Regions from separate parts of the Gossypium arboreum genome. Here region 1 is linked to region 2. Evidence: chromatin contacts called from public Hi-C data. All regions are on one chromosome and are shown on one strand. Each heading gives the region's core, a stretch centred on a gene start, on an enhancer-like site or on the middle of the called end of the contact. The rest is flanking DNA. Distances are from core to core; before and after follow the strand shown.

The links. A called contact is a pair of places that touch in the nucleus more often than the background predicts.
Region 1: a Hi-C map of leaf shows a contact between it and region 2, with 4 times the contacts expected there. The contact joins the promoter of LOC108469565 here to the promoter of LOC108467508 in region 2. A contact is called at or near these places in 2 of 5 Hi-C or Micro-C datasets (both in leaf).

Annotation. Positions count from the first base shown.
Region 1 is chr11:65,858,140-65,861,004 of ASM2569848v2, forward strand. It overlaps LOC108469565 (protein CELLULOSE SYNTHASE INTERACTIVE 1), which reads right to left and starts at 1,601. Exons shown (of 8, transcript XM_017770454.2): 1 at 1,225-1,601; 2 at 689-858.
Region 2 is chr11:65,344,772-65,347,575 of ASM2569848v2, forward strand. It overlaps LOC108467508 (bifunctional aspartate aminotransferase and glutamate/aspartate-prephenate aminotransferase-like), which reads right to left and starts at 1,513. Exons shown (of 10, transcript XM_017768141.2): 1 at 910-1,513; 2 at 1-216. The coding sequence starts at 1,043.

The sequences.
Region 1 (2,865 bases), core at 351-2,850, 510 kb after region 2:
CAAGAAAGCATTGCAGAACTTAGTTCTGAAACAATCAAAAAATATTCCCAACTCGGCCGATTATTCTAGGGCTTAGAGAAAGTTGAAAGTAGACATGCAGCATTTCATTCCTCTGTTCGTTGTTTTGGGGACAGAGATACTGGTAATTACCTGTCACATTCTAGTATGAGAAAACCAGAGAATACACATTGTCATATTGTTGCTCAGCATATGTCTTTGAACTAAACTCCATTGCTAATGGCAAACTTTTAGAGAAATGAAATGAACCGGTAGGTGTAGCATTAATGCATATTAATGACACCTTCACCTCAAAGTATATTATTTTGAAGAACGTATATTTGAAAATCACATATTAATTTTCGGAATAAGTGGCTCTTGATAAATTTCAAATAGAAGTGATCTTCAGCCAACAAATTGGCAATAAAATTTCCGAGTGTCCAAATCCAAATCTATTTTAGGTTTCATCATTGTTAGACCGCATTTCCATGTCGAAGGAAAGAAGCAATCATTCTCCAATCTTATAGAAAACAAATTCTACTAAAAGGACGCATTTATTTATTAACAATGATGAAAATGAGATCAAAACACATCAACCACCTTAAACTTCATAAATGTATCATATCAATACATTCACAAACCATATCCTTTAAATCATCCCAAAATTAAGCATGAAAATTTAGAAACACACCACATCATTAGCAGCAAGGCCGCTGCCATTGTTGGCAGCGAACCTCCAAGACACTGTCGCCGCCAGCTTTGCTTTTATTGCAAAATTCGCTGAATCTTGAAAGAAAAAATAATAAACCTTAGCCCCTTGTCAGATCCAGCCGCTACGCGTCGTCAAAACATTAAAATCCCCTGCCAAAAAGTAAAAGAAATAAGTTAAATACGAATTTCTAAATAAAAAAAAGTCCAGATCAAGCAAAAATCATGATAATTCAACAAAACATTCGACTTCAAAAGAACAATAAACCAATACATCTAATACTAGTAAACTGAAAGTTCAAAAAGGGGTAGAGCAAAAGATCACATTTCCATCGCACTGATTTTGTATCATTTTCCATTAAAATCAACTGAAATTTTACCAAATTGAAAGTCAGTAGATAGCAGATCGAAGAGGGATTAAAGGAGAAAAAAATGAGGAGCTTAGATTTGGAAGAAACGACACCGAATGATGAAAATAGAAATGTAGATGGAAAAAAGAAAGAGAAAGTGAAGGCAAACCTTCAAGAGAGAGAAATGAAGGAAGAATGAGCTTAGTCTCCTTGATTTGGAGTGCTTCTATCTATCAATTTCGTAGAAGAGAAGCCAACGATGAGAGAGATATTAAAGACGGAGAGAGAGAGAAATTGATTTTCCTTTTTTTTTTTTTTTTTTGGGTAATGCTTCTTCTACTTCTTCTTGTCTTTCTGTTTTTCGTTTTTAATTTATTTTTTTTCTGTGAAAAGAAAAAAGAGCGGAGGTTGTGTTTTGTTTTCAGTTCACTCACAGCTCACACAGCCGACGCTTTCACTGGACCACCGACAACTTGAAAGCTCTGCTTCTCGGCTCAGCTTCTTCTCTTCTAAACTCTAAAGAGTTTTTTTTTAAAAAAAAGGTATACTTATCTCCCATTTTATAATTATTCTACTTTTAATTTTTAATTTTTATTTAATAATTAAAGTTGAATAGATTTTAATTATCAAAATTAAAAGAATAAAAGTACCTATAAAATTTTAAATTATGGTTTATTGATTGGGTATTCATCTTTCTCAATAATAATTTGAGTGTAAATCATGATTTTACAAAAAAAAAAAATAGGTTCAGTTTATAATTAATTTTTTAAATAAAATTTTCAATAATTTATATATATTAATGCAGTAAACCTATTTAAAATATTTATATATTTATTAATTTGGTAGTATAATAATTTGTATTGCATAAAATTTTTAAATGTGTTACTTATGTTATATTTTATTGTTATTAAATTTTAATTGTTTAAGATAAAAACTTTAAAATATTATTTTAAAATGAAAAAGATAATAAGAAAACCATGCAGCTTCAGTTTAAGCAACCCAAGCGGCCAAGTAGGTAAGCCAGCATCTTTTTCTCTCTCTTAGTTGGCTGGAAATGGATATTCATTGGTTTGTTGTTGTTTTTCTTTTCCAAAATATTCATTGTCTTATTGGTAAACAGTAAGATACACCTAATTATAATTATTATTAATTTGTTCCTAATAATATTCCTTGTTATTCTGTTACTACCACAGCAGAAATTTTATTCCAATTACCAATATACCCTTTCCTGCTTACTTTTCTTTTTATATATTATTGAATAAAAACAATAAAAGAATAACACATTTATCAACTTTTCTTTTTTGTAAGTAATAGTTAGACTGTCAGATATTTAACCTTTTTTAAATTTATGATTAAAAATTAAAGGAAAAATAAAACCATTTGGCTTGATCAGTAATTTACTAAACAATTGGGTATGGAAGAACAATCCTACTCTACTGCAATTAATTCATCTGATTTAAGTTCAGCATATTGATTCTAATTTTTACACCAGAGGCAAATTCTATTGTACTATTTTTTATATTACTAGTTTAGGTATAAATCTAAACATAAATATCAGAAAATAATTTTTGGATAATATAATCAAATATATATTTATTAGATATATAATATATCATGTTTACGAATATATTTACTAAAAACAGTAATATCATATGAGAAATTCAAATTTCTTTTTTGGAAGACTCGTGAGAACTAACCTTGTAATCAAGAAAAGGGATAAAAGTAAAACAAAGGGCTTACGGAACAAAATGAAAATGGTCACAAATAATTTTTTAATTTTAAAATGATATAAAGGAAAAATACTCGAAAA
Region 2 (2,804 bases), core at 263-2,762:
GTATCAAAATCAGGCTCTCCAGCAGCCAATCGAATAACAGGGACACCAGCTTGTGCAAGAGCAGTTGCATGATCAGTTATAGCCACTGTCTTTGAAGGCTTCACAGAGTTAACTCTAGGGCTCAAAGAGATATCAAGTTTCACTTGGTCGCTGCTACTCTCTGTCTTTGACATTGCAGTTATTCTATATGAATGTTGTTTAGAAGTCTCAACAGATCTGCCAAGAAGTATATACAACCAGACAATGAAATTCTCTAATATATCCAGTGCTCCCTTCTCCCTTTGGGAAATAATTAAGACTTTTGAGACAACTTTTCTTTAATTCTCACACAAACAAAAAAATGCCAGCACAAAATGTTTTCCTTGTTTAATCTTCAAGTTTATAGATAGTGCCACAAAGGGAAGTTTCTTAAATTAAAATGGTTCTGCAACTTCAATGAATCAGCTTAAGGAATGGAATAAACTAAGAATAAAGATGTTTCTCTTTACACTTCCATTAAAAAAAAAAAAAGACAATACTCATGAAACCACTTCCATAGCAATCTCGTAGAAAATATTTAATAACATATGTTTCTTTATTTCAATATTCCATGTTCTCTTATACAGCGGATGATATCAAAACAGAATAAACGAAAATTGATTTGACCAACAAATTAGTGTCTCTGCAGATTGCTAAGGATAAACTAAAATCTGCAAAAGAAGCAAAGAAGCTAACATTGAGGCAGTGTCAAGTAAAATCTGCAAATGCATCAGTGATTCAACTGATGATCCAGAATCAAATTTCTGCATTTTCTTCAATGAACTGAATAGACAGATTATATGTTAAATGCAATCACAACCCAAAATTGCTCCCCCTAGAATTTAAAAAAAAAATGCTAGAAACATTAAGATGCCGGAAAAAGGAACTTACTTTAAGGAAAGATTAGTAAGAGAGGAATGGAAAGACACGGAAACGGAGGCCTTGGAAGCAGAATGTGATCCCAAAAATTGGGAGTCGAAGCCAACACCGGAAATTCCTGTTGAGTTATGAAGAGAAACTGCCATTTGTACGAAGATTGAAGAGAAAACAAATTTTGGGCAAGAGGAGGAGGTTCCTCAGTGAAATAAATAAAAACAAACTCAAAATTAGTCCAGGAAAAATAAGGGGATGGGGGTTGGTGGGAGAACAAGTGGGCTTAATAGTTTATTATTTTATCTCCCTTAATGTTGGAAAGTGAGGTATGGTTGGTTTAAAGTAATAAGGTGGAATTTGAAGGCTTGAAATTTACATCAATCAATGGCGATGAAAGGAGAAAGGAGAGAGATGGGTAGGTGGAAGGATGCTAGTGGGAGCAAACAGTGGAAGTGAAGTCGGGAATTGACCCAATTCCGGGTATGCTGGTTGGCCAACAACTCCATCTCTCCTCGCTTATCACCTTGTACCTTACCCACTCCCTTTCAAACGATTTAAACTGAAATTAATTAATAATAAATTGAGAAACTTGTTTGGGTATAAAACGAAATCTGAACCACCTAACCATATTAAAGGGCAAACTATATATACAGTCAATTATAAAAAAATTCATTTTAAGGCACCCAAAATAAAAAATTTACAATTTAAACATTAATATTATATTTTTAAAATATTTTAATCACTCATTTTAACGAAAAGTTGATATGACAGTTAAAAATTAGTATAATAACAAATATAACTTTTAAATTTTTATATATTAGTAATTCAGTCATAATTTTAAAAAATTAACCTTTAAAATTTATAAATATTCTCATTTTGATCCTAATTCTAAAAACTTCAAAGAAACATATAAAAATACATAAATATTTTTAAAATATATAATATTAAATTTAAATTTTATATTAATATTAAATATAATAAAAATCATTCCAACTCTTCTTCCTATCATACAACGTAGATGCTTAAATTACAAATTTTTACTTAAGTGATTAAAAAATTATAGTTGGATAACTATTTGTATAATTTATTCAAATACTAAATACATTACATTTGTTTATTATTATATTATTATCAATCATAAAATAATGTCCAATTAACTTGTAATAACATCTAATATATATACATATATAGACTATAGTAAGATTATGTTGCATTTTAGAAAATTTAAATTTTAAAGTAATTATTTGCTTGGCAAGTGACACAAAACCAATTTTTAATTACTATTAATCATAGCTTAAAAAAACGTTTCCAATATATTTTCTTAAAATTTCCATTAATAATGGTAGTCATCAGAAATTATAATTTTAGTACAATCAACTTTTCTAAGTGGTATCTTTTCAGGAAACCCTTTTAAGATATATATTACTTTTTCTCCCACACATTAATTAACTTTATTGAAAAATTTCACCCCAATTTCATACACGCAATCAATTGATTGCTTCTTCCGTTACTCTATTAAAATTCTACACATCTCACGATCCATTTTATAATTGATATTCTTCAGCTTTGTTGTCCACCACACTTTTATTGTATAAAGTTAATGAAAACTCTTTCATTTTATTCTTTACATATCTGTATTTCCATCACACTAGTTATATCTCATTTTTTTCCTTAATTTGTATTTTATTCCAGTATTTATCTTTCTATTTCTTGTTGCGTTTAATTTATATTCAGTGGCGGAACGTAATGGAGATCTAGGAGGTCATGACCTTCTAAAATGATAATGTTTTATTTAGACACTTTATAATTTATAAAATTTTAAATTAGTAATAGTAAAATTTTATTTTATTAACTAAAATAATAAAAATTTAATTTAATCTTTTAAAATTATAAATTTATAAATTATTAAAATA